2 separate regions of the Mus musculus genome follow, and region 1 is linked to region 2. The links are chromatin contacts, called in public Hi-C maps. All regions are on one chromosome and are shown on one strand. Each heading gives the region's core, a stretch centred on a gene start, on an enhancer-like site or on the middle of the called end of the contact. The rest is flanking DNA. Distances are from core to core; before and after follow the strand shown.

Evidence for each region. A called contact is a pair of places that touch in the nucleus more often than the background predicts.
Region 1: a contact with region 2 is called in a Hi-C map of muscle stem cells, with 2.3 times the contacts expected there. The contact joins the enhancer-like site here to the promoter of Eya4 in region 2. A contact is called at or near these places in 5 of 39 promoter capture datasets (the 3T3-L1 cell line, cranial neural crest, frontonasal cranial neural crest and 1 more), 5 of 484 Hi-C or Micro-C datasets (embryonic fibroblasts, muscle stem cells, myocytes and 1 more) and 4 of 115 datasets of contacts at active chromatin or transcription factors (craniofacial prominence, embryonic limb bud, embryonic stem cells and 1 more).

What each region holds. Positions count from the first base shown.
Region 1 is chr10:23,545,770-23,552,585 of GRCm38.p6, reverse strand. No RefSeq gene overlaps it. Among named protein-coding and RNA genes, the nearest start is that of Gm47843, 26 kb to the left of the region's middle. Within about 2 kb of position 4,070, at least 20 of the 459 cell types and tissues checked have an H3K27ac peak or open chromatin away from gene starts, as enhancers often do. A contact at or near this core is called in muscle stem cells, where this site is marked.
Region 2 is chr10:23,346,759-23,353,863 of GRCm38.p6, reverse strand. Eya4 (EYA transcriptional coactivator and phosphatase 4) reads left to right here and starts at 3,974. Exons shown (of 19, transcript NM_001347372.1): 1 at 3,974-4,102.

The DNA of each region.
Region 1 (6,816 bases), core at 2,821-5,320, 200 kb before region 2:
CATGCTTTCTCCTTTCTCTGTGGTCTAGGACTCGCAGCCCATGGAACGGTGCTGCCCACATTTAGGGTAGGTCTTCCCACTTCAACTAATGTCTTCCACAAACTTGCCCACAGAGGTATCTAGGGGTTTGTCTCCTATGCAGCTGTCAGGTTGGAAATCAATGTTAACAATTACAGAAAGGGAGGTTAATTGAGGAGTTCTTGTTGGGGCGTGCATGAAGGTGCTTATTTCTAAATGATTGGACAAAGGGGCATGGGTGGGGAGATAGAGACGGGATCCTGACTGTAAGAAGGAAGGAATCAGAGCCTCCTCAGGAATGCATATTTCACTCCTCAGAGAACGAAGAGCCTTTAACCACTAAAAATGGAAAGAGCAATGCTCTGCTGAAAGGCCATTAGCTTTGTGAATAGCAGAGAGGACCCACACAGGATTATCTCTGGCTGTGCAAACTTAGCACAGAAGGTTTTCTCATATTGAGCTTCTTTATCTGGATGAAGTCAAACTCATGAACCATCCTTTATCTACGTTGCCAGTATATCTTTTATTCCTATTTATTTATTTAGTCATCCATTCAATTTACATCCTGATTGTAGCCCCTCCTACATACCCTTTACATACATACCCTTTACATACATACCCTCCTACATACCCTTTACATAGCCCATCCCCCTGCCCTTCTCCCCTGAGAAGGAGGAGGCCTCCCCTGGGTATCACCCCATCCTGTCACATCAACTCATCACAGGACTAGGTGCATCCTCTCCCATTTAGGCCAGACAAGGTGGCACAGTTAGGAGAGCAAGATCCACAGGCAGACAACAGAGTCAGGAACACCCCCCTCCAGGTGTTGGGGAATAGACATGAAGACCAAGCTGCCCATCTGCTACATCATCAGTAGTATATCATATCAAAGTTCAGCGTCACAACTGGACAGTTTGTTTATCTAAATGACTGGCACTGCGAAGAGTGAGAGTTATATATATTGATACCGTTAAACACCTCTTTCTGAATACAGTGCCTAAAAATGGACTTAGAAAACTAATGGTTTAGAAAAACAAATTTCATAGAACCATGGCTTATTCTTTTAAAATTCTCAATCTGACTGGCTTACCAGGGGGAAAGGAGTGGTTGGTTCCTGTATTGATGACTTAGGAAATGCAGAACAAGAGGAAATACAGTCACCTCCTCACCAAGTCTGAAACGCATTGGTAACTATTCAACATGCATGTAAAAAGAAACACATCCTGAATTTACATGGGAAAGCAGAACAGCAGATTTTTAGACTTTCCCCTCTCTCACCTAATTCTCTTAAGATTCTGGACAAGATGTTCTAAACAAGCCAGCCAACTGGCATATTTGTTTTAACAAAGTCAATGCCTCTTGCTTTAATACTCTTCTCTTGACCCTACAGCAGGCATAGAGCAGTGGCCAACATGTAGTCGTTACTACTACCTAGAGATAGCAGGGGCAGACGTTTTTATGTACAGATGAATGGCTGGTGATAAAATGTTCTTTTTAGCTCAAACTTTTGAAATTAATAGGCTATGTACTGAAAATACAGATGGTCTAAAGTGCTGGCCAAGAATGTTGAGAGAGTAGAAACACAGCCCTGGCCCTGAAGGAGCTGCATTCTGGGCTGAGCTCTGCCATGGTGCTGTATGATATTATGTAGATGATATTACCTCTGACCTTCAGCCTCTGCATCCATAAGCCAGAGGAGTCGGTTCAGATCACTAAAGTCTCCTGTAGGCTTACTGAGTGATATTGTCAATTGTCATTAGTATCCAGGCTAAGTAGAATGCCATCACTCTGACCCTAGGCCTTTCTGTTTACGAACAACAAACTAGATTTGGTCAGTGTTCCAGTTTGGCATCTGAAATTAAATGGATTTTAGTGAAAATCCCAGCTCAGTTATTCATTAGCTTGTAGCAAATTGCTTTGTGTTTCCATTTTCAATCTTCATCCCTGCCCCCCCTCCCCCCCCCCAGACCCCATCTACAAAGCAAAGCAACAATAGCAAGCTTACCATAAGCTTGCACTGTAGACCACATTGGGTAATGTATGCAAAATGCTTCATATCATGCATACTGTTTGAAGAAGTAGGCAGATCATAATTCTCCCAAGTAGCTCATGGTTTGGATTTGATGCTGCCTCTTTCCTTTCACTGTCTTGATTGATTTGATTGATTGATTGATTGGTTGATGGATGGATTTATTTATTTATCTATTATTTTTACTATGAACCCATTTGTTGTTGTTGTGTTTGTATTATTGTCTAACTCTGCATTGGCAGGAAGGTAATCTTTCAAAAACATGACATTATGATAATCATAGTAAGTTTTTGATCTGTCCACAGAGATGGAAGGTACTGACTCTGGAAAAGCGGGGCCTGAGTTAACAAACTGGAGACCGAATTTCCTGTAGCCCTGATTGAAAGTGACGAAGGAAAAGTCTTTGTAAAAAAACTTGAAGTTAAGTTTATTCAGCCTATCGGTGAGTGGCTGGGCAAGACACAGTGTTAGGAGCCAGTACAGTCATGTTTTGTATGTAAGCATTAAAGACTTTCAGCACTTATTTCTAGAACTGTCCTGAGACTCTCTGCGTTTCGGGGCCAGATTTCTGTTAGTCCTATGAGCAAAAGTCAGATTGATTGATGTCTGTGTGGGCCCTGGCTGCCGGTCAGACAGGCTTAAGCAAAGGATGAGCTTTCGGAGGGAAACTAGGCCACACAGGGACACTTTCCGATGCACCCTGAATCACAGGTCCTGCTGCTGCACCTTCATAGCTGTTCTCACAACTGTGGCCCCTGTAATTTAGGTCCAGCACTGGCATTTCCTGCTCTGAGTAGACTGCCTTTAAGGTAGACATTTCTTATCATTAAAAAAACAAAACAAACAATTTTTAAAAAGGTTACTCTGCTGCCAATAAAAGCAAACAAATGACAGTTGGTGTCCATGACTAACCTGTGACCCACCTCTCGATCACCAGGAAGCAAAACTCAGGATGGCATGCAAGCACGGATCCCCTCTTAGGGAGCACAGAAAAGGGGCATACACTTCAGGGAGCTGCAGCAGGCTTTCACCCCACTTTAAATTCAGGGCAGTGGTAGAAACAATGCCCAGGAGTGGAAAGGGCCCAGGGCCTTTGGAGGCCCACTGGGGCATCACATTACAGGGCCCCAGGGACTGGAGAAAGGAACATTTGGCTCTCATTACAGAACAAAGGGACAGGGTGCTGGAAAACAGAGCAAATCTGGGTCAGAGGTACCTGACTGTCCCACAGGTGCCGCTGTCAATTCGCACATCTCCACTCACAGGGAGCCTCCCAAAGCTGTCCCTCAAGACCACCTCTGCCAACAATAACATTTTACCAGGAACACAGCTTGTCAAATCCTGCATTACAGAGGGGCCGCGGTGTGGTGGAAATGGAGTTTTCCCAGGGGCAAGGCTCACTGCCATGAGAAGTCTGCGCTATTAGCACACGATTTCCACTAAATCACCTCCTAATATCCCACCATTTTTACAGAACGTTGTTATGCAAGCATTTCTGTAATACACGGTTGACTTTCTGTCAGGGGGTGAAGAAGGGGAGAGGAAAAAGTCTGATTCCTATGAAAGATGATTTTCTTCTCAGGGGTCAGCATGTAAACTGTTCATCTAAACTCTGAAAACCTTGTGTATAATTGTTAGAGGACGCGCTGTTTTCCTCCTTTCAATCTTTCCTTTCTAATCAACCAGCCGTTGCTCACTTTCCTCCTAACATCACTGATGGAGCAGTACTCTGATAACGAGGAGGATGTGTGTGTGTGTGTGTGTGTGTGTGTGTGTGTGTGGTTGTATGCTAGTAAGTAATCGGTCCTTTAAAATAACATTGGTGGGATTTTCTCCTCTCTTTAGAAATCATCTCTCCAGTTGCAACGGGGAGAGATTGACTGTGACGTCATGTTGCTCACAGATCTACCACCTTCCCACCCGAAAGTTATAACTGTATTTTAAGTCCTTAACAGTGAAGGCCCAGAAGTGCTGGCCAAGGGTGCGTTTTTATCTGCAACAATATACATGTGTATGAGGCAGGCAAGCAGGCCTTGGGTATTTGCAGAGGTCCTGTTATGTGGTGGTTGTGATGAAAATAGGCTTAGTGACTGTAACAGCTGGCGATTTATTAGCAAACCTGGCCCTACTAAAAAAATATGGAAAATCAGAATTGATGTGGAGTGCTAATCGCAAATCCTTTATATTAGCAAGGCTTCTGTATTGTGTTAACTTTTACTACTGCAAGGAGCAGGCATCCTCATGAAGCAAAAGGGTGGGAAATGAACTTCCCTTTGTCAAACAGCTCTGCCCTGGGATCTAGCCCACATCTCCGAGGGTCATGCAGCCACAGGACGAAGCTGATAGCGTTCAGATGTCACTAGTGTCATGTTTGAGAATCCTCAATCCAGGCTAAGAGCAGATTACCTTTTCCATCTGAATTTACAGCAGAGCTTTCTCCAGGCATATCTTCCCCAGAAAGCAGCTTTTCTTTGTGGCTGGGTTTTTTATACACGGTAATTGAAAACAACACATTTTCTGCTGCCAACTGGAGTGACCAGGGTGAGCACTCTCTCTTTCCACTTTAGATTTAACAACGTGACGGTGGATGGGCCAAGAGACGTGCTCGGAGTATTCAAAATGAAAAACACCAGAACACAACCGTTATTTTATGAAAGAGACTGGAAAATGGTTAGTAAAGAAGTCACAGATGTGCTTCACAGACGAATGGGAGCCAACGCTAGAACTGCATTCTCCAAAGAGCTAGGCGAGCTCAGTGGATTCTTAACTCTGCTCAGGGTGTTTCCTTTCTCAGTGCTGTGGCTTGATTAGAGGCTGTGTTCATTTAACCAAGTATCTGTATACACACGGCTGCAAAGGCTTGTGATACATATATGATACATATATGTGCTTATGTGCACTTCTAGCAGACATGCTATGGACAATAGTCATTTACATACATTTACCTACATAAAAAACAAAAAAAGTAAAACAGAAAGGTTACTAATTGGGGTCTTGAGTTAGAAAACATCATTTGAAATTGCTGTCCAAGAATATAGATACCAAAACAGGAATTCATTTGGCTCACTCAAAATGGAGCTTTCATTTTTTTATTAAAATATAAAACAAACAAATAAAAAACCTTTAATTACAAACTACTCACTTTTTATTTCCTCCTCCTCTTCCTCTTCCTCCTCCTCCTCCTCTTCTTCCTCTTCCTCCTCCTACTCTTCTTCCATTTTTTTCTTTTTTTTTTCCCATTTTTTATTAGGTATTTAGCTCATTTACATTTCCAATGCTATACCAAAAATCCCCCATACCCACCCACCCCCACTCCCCTACCCATCCACTCCCCCTTTTTGGCCCTGGCGTTCCCCTGTACTGGGGCATATAAAGTTTGCGTGTCCAATGGGCCTCTCTTTCCAGTGATGGCCAACTAGGCCATCTTTTGATACATATGCAGCTAGAGTCAAGAGCTCCGGGGTACTGGTTAGTTCATAATGTTGTTCCCATTTTTTTCAAGACAGGGTTTTTCTGTGTAGCCCTGGCTGTCCTGGAACTGGCTCTGTAGACCAGGCAGGCCTTGAACTCAGAGATCCACCTGCCTCTGCCTCCTGAGTACTGGAATTAAAGGTGTGCGCCACCCCTGCCCAGCTGATTTACCATTCACCAGAAAGCATAAGCTATTTTGAGCTCAAGGCTCCTCAAAGACTGGGTCTTGTTTCTCAGGTGCACAAAGCTTCATTCAATGTAACTAAAGAGCTATGTTTAATCCAAAGGAAAAAAAAAAGAATGAAGTTTGTTCATGGTATATGTGTTCATGTTTTTTCAGTGCTGGGTTTTGAACTTAGGGCTTTAATAGATGTTTGGTAAGTATCTTACTATGAAGCTACAACCTCGACCTATTATATAAGTTCTCAAAGATAAGATTTGTCTTTTGTATACAGAAATATTTAAAATATAAAATAATCTTTTTAAAAATACGATTGATTTATGTATGTGAGTACACTGTAGCTGTCTTCAGACACACCAGTAGAGAGCATCGGATCCCATTACAGATGGTTGTGAGTCACCATGTGGTTGCTGGGAATTGAACTCAGCACCTCTGGAAGAACAGTCAGGGCTCTTAACTACTAAGCCACCTGTTTCCTAAGGAATCTTTTTTATGTATTATTTTTGGCTTAAGCTTTAACATCAACATATTTTAATAAATAAAATTGAAAGTAGAATTACAATTTTACCCAAGTGACTACCTTTCAGTTCGTATATGTGCTTATGTGAGATATTACTTATAACAGTAAACTAGGTACACATAAACACTTAGACTCGCCAAATGGTGCTGACTGGCTGTCATGCACAGCTACTGCTACAGCAGAAGAAACGTCTATGCTCTGATACCTTCAGCAATCCTAGGAAGGAGCAGAGCACAGCACTGGAACCAGAACTGCGTCTTTGGGTCTGTATTTGCTTCTGTGAAGAGTTTCCCAGGATACGTCGAGGTGGTTCCAAACCTTAGTAAAGACTCAAGCTTTGATGAATTTGTATTATAAGTGTCCTTTTTGAAGGGCTTCATCTAAAAGTGTAGCTACTTCAGTTCTCCATCTGCTATCCATATAGCTCTGATGGACCGAGGCAGATGCTTTGTTGTTGGATATTGATTACCAAGGTCCCGAGCTCCCTCATTGCGTGTGGCATCTCAGGCAGTATCTAAGCACTTGATAATTAGAGATGGATTTAATCTTGGTAACACCATGAGATAGGTCATCTTAAGTCATTTTGCCCATTTACTG
Region 2 (7,105 bases), core at 2,725-5,224:
TAGGAGAGCCTTCCCTTTTTAAGTACATATTTATAAATTATATTTCCTCCACCCCAGTAAAATAGCCATAAAGCCCTGGACCAATTCACTTCTAAAAGGACCCTCCAATTTTAGAGACCCCAAGTATAATTTAGGAAAGAAGATGAATAGTAGACTAAGGAGCAGTGTCTGAGATAACTTGCCGAGCTGGTAAAAGTGCTTACTGTTAATCCTGGAGCACCTAAGTTCATGCCTCAGTCTGACTGAGTGGACAAGAACACTGACCCCCACATGTCCCCCGCCCCCCAAAATCCTCACACTGACACGCTCGCTGCCACACACACATACACAGTAAACACATAAACTGACACACTCGCTCCCACACACACATACACAATAACACACACATGCACAGTAAACACATAAAATTCCAAAATAAAAAATTCTGAAATTACCTAGGCCTACTTCAACGTTTCTCTAGAGTAGTTGAAAAAGAATGATTAAAAATATATGTTGGGAAATCTGGGATTGGGAGCTTTAAATCATTGTTTCTTAAACCACTGTGAGATGATTATAGATGATATAGGAAAAATACTATTTTTATATTATGAATTTATTTATAGGATTGTCTTCTCTTCTTTGGCTTCCATTTATAGTGGCAATAAAAAGGTTTCCTTCTCAAATAAACTTAATAATAAAAGTGCATTTAAAAATGACATATACCTACAGCCATGTTGTGTTTAAATATATACTTACTACCACAATGTAGGTGACATGTCAATAATTATAAGGTTAATAGATGCTAGACATAGCTGTGTGGAATGAACAACATACATTGTTTGCCTTGGCAACAGTAACCTTAAAACTTGGGATTGCTGTTCAACCTCTCAGTTGTGAACTGCACACAAGTCAATTGATTTCACTCCTTGATGGCAACTAAGCAGTATATGCAGGGTGAAGTGCCATTATTAGAAGATCAACTAAGAAGTTGAATAATTAGTATTTTAATAATAATTTAATAATTCTGAGGCTTCTGGGAGGTAACTGCAAATATATTCTTAGGAATATATTTGTATATCTGTATAAGAAGTTATGAGGGAGAAAAATAACGTTTATCGCAAGGTCACCATGTTGAAAAGTTTATTGTGGAAGACAGCAAGGATGAGTAGCTGGGTCTTCATGTGTCCCCAACACAACTGGAGCAGGGCCTTTGTCTGAGCTTGTTGCCTACCTGCCTGCCTGCAGATCCAGCATCCCTAAATGGACAGCTTTGTCTGGGCTCAGTGGGAGAGGATGTGCCTGGCAGTTTGATGTTCAAGGAGGAGATGTGTAGGGTGCTGACACTCAAAGGCAGGCTTCTCCTTGTAAGGGGAATGGGAGAGGACTTATGCAAGGGTTATGAGAGGGTTGTTAAGTGAACAAATAAATAAATTTAATAATAATTTAAAAAGAAGAAAGCTAGGAAACACACCACCTCGTTTCCCCCAATTTTTATTAAAACATCGAGTTTTATTTAAATTTAAATTTTAGCCAGGTGTGGTGGCTCACACCTTTAACCCCAGCACTTGGGAGGCAGAGGCAGGTAGATTTCTGAGTTCAAGGTCAGACTGGTCTACAGAGTGAGTTCCAGGACAGCCAGGGCTATACAGAGAAATCCTGTTGGGGGGGGGGGGGGGGAGAAAAAGAAAAAGAAAAAAATCTTTCCATCCTTTTAAGAGATAAAGTCAAAATATGAAGTCTTGTACCAAAAGGAAATGGATGCTTGCTCACTTTTGAGGAGAATGCTACTCTAGTCTTAGTTGCTATATTCATGGAGGAGTCTGACACCAACAGATTAACTGTTATAGTCTCTTATTTGAGCCACTGGCATGCATGCTGTATCGAAAAGAATGGCTGCTTTTTTTTTTTTTTTTTTTGACAACCACAACTACTGAAAGCATCCCAGAGGCTAAAAATATAGATTGGGATGTATACAGACTCATTCGAATCTCAGCTTTGTCACGTGGACAAAAACATCCAACCAACCGACAATACAGCACTTTGAACTATGAACTGGAGACAACAAAATAATTGAGGTTTTCTTGTTGCTGATGTCCCTTGAGTGTATACTAACCGGTGCTCCTCTCCATCGCAGGAATGCACTCTGGGTAATGCTCCCAAGGCTGCAAAGCACCACCAGAAACCCTTCCACTCAGAGAGCCAGAAAGGGGGAAGTTAGGCCTGGCCTGGCTCAAGCTCCCTGAAACTGATCTGTGGGAGAAACAGCCAATAAGCAAGCAGAGGGAAGACACTACCTTTATCAGCTTAAATTTAAAGCCCCAGCATCTTTTCCATTTCCTCTTAATCATTGTAGACAATGCCCCGCTCATTAAAAACAAATATTCAGCATGGATTTTCCTTTTAAACTAGAGTTCAGGGCTCCTGTTAGTAACATAAAACCAAGCTCAAGTGAAGGATGAAATTTGTTTCTGAAAAAAGTCCAGAATATCATTTAGTTGATAAAAATATTAAAACTAGATTTTCTTCGAAGTGGAGTGGTTTTTTTTTTTTTTTCATCCCTATGGCCATATCTAAGGCAGCGTTGTTGCTAGAGATGACTTGATTTTCTTTGGGAAAAATTATTTTGATTTCTTTGGGCCTTGGTTATCTTTTATACAGCTTTAATAACTATTAGGAAATTAATTAAACAAACACGCGTGAACCACAAGTGAGCAGTACAGCAACTGACAATAAATTCAAAATGAGTTGATACACATTATCAAAGTATCAGGACAGATGTTACTGATGGAGACAATGGGCTTTAGGGAAAGGTGGGGTTATATGGGAGTAATATTTGGGGATTGTCTTTGCTTTGGTCCAAGAGTGTGATATTTATATTTGTCTGTGAAATATGAAATCCAATGTAGGTACAAAAGACATCAACAGAAGGCATAGGCTCAAAATGCCATTTCAGCAGTGTGCCCTGAGCAGTTCTGACTGGCCTTTGGAAGTCACTGCAGTCTGACCTTTGGGCGCCTGGGAGGGGCGCCTATAGCTGCGCCCGGCCTGGAAGGGGCCCAGGCACTTCCCAGTGCTGCCCGTCTGCACGCTGCTAACTCCTTCATCGCTTCCATCTCCAGGAAAAAGCTCTTTCCTAAATCCAGAGCAAGCTTTGGGCTGGTGTCAGTTGGCGTTTAACTTTGTTGCAAGTGGACTAGAGTCCCTTCTGCCTCCTCTCTTGGGGTAAGTGGCAAGGAGTCCGACTGAGGGCCTGTAGCTCGCACAGGGTAGTTAGGGGACCGCCGCCCAGAAGCAGGTGGGGGACCGAGGAGCCCGGTGGCGGGCTGGTCCCTTCAGTCTAAAGGCCTCGGTGGCCAGCGCCAGGCGGGGTGGGGGCGGGGTGAGGCGGCGCAGAGGGCGCGGAGATTACCGCGGCGCCACCAGAGACGCGCAGAGCCGGGGAGCCCCGGAGGTCCCCCCACGCGAGACCTCAAAAAAGAAAAAAAAAGCCGATGATAACAGGCAGTTTCCAGAGATCGAATAAAAAGAGAGGGCTTCTGCGCCCGCCAAGATCTCCTGCTCTTCCGGCGGCCTGCCGGGAGGCCCCCAGCGGCCACCCTAGCCCCAGGACGCAGGCGGCGACGTCCCCCCCCAACCCCCCCACATCCCGCCTCCTGCCTCTAGGCTCCAGCTCCGCGCGCTAGGGAGAGGCTGCCCGCGGCGCGGCGCACGCTCCGGCGGCTCCCGGCTTGCGCGCAAACCTTTCCCGGTCGGCGCCCTAGAGAGGGGACTGAGCGGCGGGGACCTGCGGAGGGACGCCCGGCCACCCGGCGCGCGCGCGCTTTCTCTTTTCTTCTGCTCGCTAACGCCGCTCGGCTGCTCGGACTTTGGTTCGGCTCCTTTCGTCCTCCCCCCCCCCCCCTCGCAGCCGGCTCCCCCACCCCGCCCTGTTTCTCCCCCACTTGTGTAAGCTATTTGTTGGGGGTGGCCGAAAGGGATGTCCTGTTTTTACCAGAGACACAGCGCGAAGGGAAAACTTAGACACTGGAAGGAAAGCGAGTAAATACGTAGATCGGACCCGCAGATCACTGGCTGGGACAGACAATTGAACTTCGGGAGTCCAAGGCGGTCCGGGCCGCCAGAGGTGAGTGTCCTCTCTTCATCCGACCCGGTTTTTGAAGTCCAATGGAGGGGGGAGGTGTGTCCAGATTTGGATGATTCCCCCAAACTGTCCCCTAGAAAGTGCTAGCTAGACACTTTGTAGTGCGTGAATGGGGATCTGGGGATGGAGGTCGCGCGCAGGGAGAGTGTGTGAGCCTCGGAGTTCTCCCCGATGATCCAACAGCAGTGTCCCATGGCCAGGGTCCCTAGGACCTCAGTGGTACGCTCGCCCAGGAAGACCCTCAACGACCTGGTCCCCAGTAACCCCTCTTGTCTAGCGCCACAGGACCTGAGTGAGTCTCGCGTCGTCCCCGGGTGCGGATCCTACCTGCCTGCACCCTGTTCCCTGTCGCCCGGGAAGCTTACACCAGACTCTTCCCACTCCCACCCGGTGACATTTAATACTTTGTGATGACCTGCTACGTGGAGTAAGGGTGCTGCCTCACTCAGTGTCCCTTGGAGAGCCGTGGGCGCCTGGGTTTGCGTGAGGCCGGGAGCGCGTGTACCCAGAGGCCAAGCCCTGGTCTCCAGGTACCGGTCGCAGTCTAAACAGGGGGGGGGGGTCACTTTAATGGTTTTTACGTGGCGTGGACGAATGTCTCTTGCAGTGTGCCAGGGTCTGTGAAATTAGAGGCGCCTTGTCAGAGGAGTCGCGTTCATTGGCTCCAGGAGCGGATGCTGAGGAGCAATTCTAACTTCTCCAAAGCCAAGGACCAGGCTGGGGCGAGCAGGTTTCTCTCAGAGCTCACTGGATCTGGGGTGGCCTTGGCACTCTAAACGCTTGTAGAGCTTGGTCATCTGTGACTGGGAGACAGACTGTGTGAGCCCGTTTCGTTTTGCAAGCCACAGCAACCCCAAACTTTTCATTTTATTTTTCTATTAGCACTAAATTCTTTTCCTTTTTTCTTTGTATTCGAGATTCGCAATCTCTCTGAAAGAAACAAGGAGGTTTTGACTGAGCCTGGTGGCAGAGCGGTGGCAAAACTAAGGGAGTGCAGTTTGATTTTTGCCACCGTCCCCTTGTTTGGGATGTTAGCGCCTCAGCTCACATCTTTCAAGTTCCTGGGAGACTAACGGGGTTTGCGGTTTGGGTGGGATCGGCGTGGCCTTCTCCTTTTCTCCCGGACAACGCAGGGACCATTCAGGGAGCCTCCTGAACTCGAGGGCCCCCGTGGAAGGCGCGCATCCCCGCGCGGGGACAACCTAGGTGGCGGCTCACCAAGCGCGTGGCGTGTGTTTTGGTTTCTGCGCAGCTACACGTGGGGCACCTCCGTGTGCGTGTGTGTTGTGTACTTGATCTGTGAGAAGGTAACTGGAGTCTCGTGTTCAAACCCAGTGGGCCCTTGGCCATTAATTTGCTTTCCTGGCTGTCATTACAGACACTTCCAAAATCTGATACCTAAAGAGATCCAACAGGTTGGGTTTCACATTAAGAGCCCACACTTAACAGTTTTCTTTCTCCCTCACCCCCTTTGGCTCCGCACTCTGGGATCAACGTAATTGTTGGAGCGAAATACATCTTCTTGAATATGGTATTTTGTTGCTCTTCTCTTAGCGCCGCCTTTTTGCACCTATGAGCGTTTGTCAGTTTCAGCGAGGCTCCTGGGGGACTTAGGTGGGAGTCTTTAGGAGTGTTTAGCAACCCGGACTCCCATCAACAACTTCTGAAGTTTCATTTACCCGTGGGTGACTGACAGCGCTGAAAGTGGACTGTGGCTTTTTTGTTTGCTGAGTGCTTCTCTTTTAATTTAATTTAATTTTTTAAGTTTTAAGGACAAAACTTGTATTTGATACAATTTCCCAATAAAGTTTGATATTTAAGTAGAAACGGTACCTACTTTTTATTTTACTTTAAAAAAAACAACATATATTTTTGTCAGACTTATACCTGAGAAACAAAATTTAGCAGAGGCTGAAGGGAAAGAATTCTAAAACAAAATAATTTGATATGCTTTATGGTGCATTTTAAGACATTTGCATTCAAAGACATTTGTACTTAAAAAAATATATTATCCCAAGAAATTTTTAAAAAGCAATAGCAATGTAAGACAGACTGTTTTGTGTGGAAGGACTGCCAGAGTGAGTTGCAATAATATCCAACATAGATAAAAACTGTAAAAACAATTCCACCTTATTAAAGGCTGTAAGTAATCCAAAGGGAAACATTTTTGTAATGTCCGCACATGAATGTTAAAAACAAACCGACATCAAAATCTTCGCTATTAACATCTGAACTGGCTTGAAATCTCATATTCTAATGAGTGATTCCTTGTCCTTCCTAGTAAGGGTATGTCTGAAAAGAACCTGGTTTTCAAAAGCCTGCTGCTCCCTGACTTCGTGAAATAGACGAACGTGAACACAGCACACTGCCTTCCTGTTTTAAGACCACCTCATCCAAGGGAATTTCACAGTTATAAGTGGAAGGGCTATTCAGTTTTTCCCCTTTTGTTTATGTTTATTTCATTGAATATTACAATTTTCTCATTTCCAAAACAAAACTGTGTATCTGTGTTCATAAGTAGCATAGCGTTGGCTAGCACATTCCAGTAAAAAAACTTCAAAACACTGCAACTTGTGTAAAAAATAAATTTATTTAAGAACAGTTTTGTTCTCATTAAGAAACACAAACATGGACATTTGGGCATTTTCTAGAAACTGGAAGGAAAAAAAGTCTTTGTAGAGAAGTTCATTTTTGAAGATTTGCCGATATCTCTGGGTTAAAAAGAAAGCATATTCTCCATCTCTAAATTTTCTTTTATTTATCTTGTGATTTGTGGTGTAAATAAATTTTACACACCCATAGGAAATACAGTGTCCAGTTTCATGTTTTTCGTCACTGATGCAAGCTCTGTGTGGCTGATGCCATATCTAAAAATACATTTATGTGGCTTTATTAAATGTGATGAACCCAAGTTAAATTGAGTAGAAACTTTGAAAGGGTAAGATGCTAGAAACCCCCATGGCTGTTGATAGAGAAGCTAGCGCC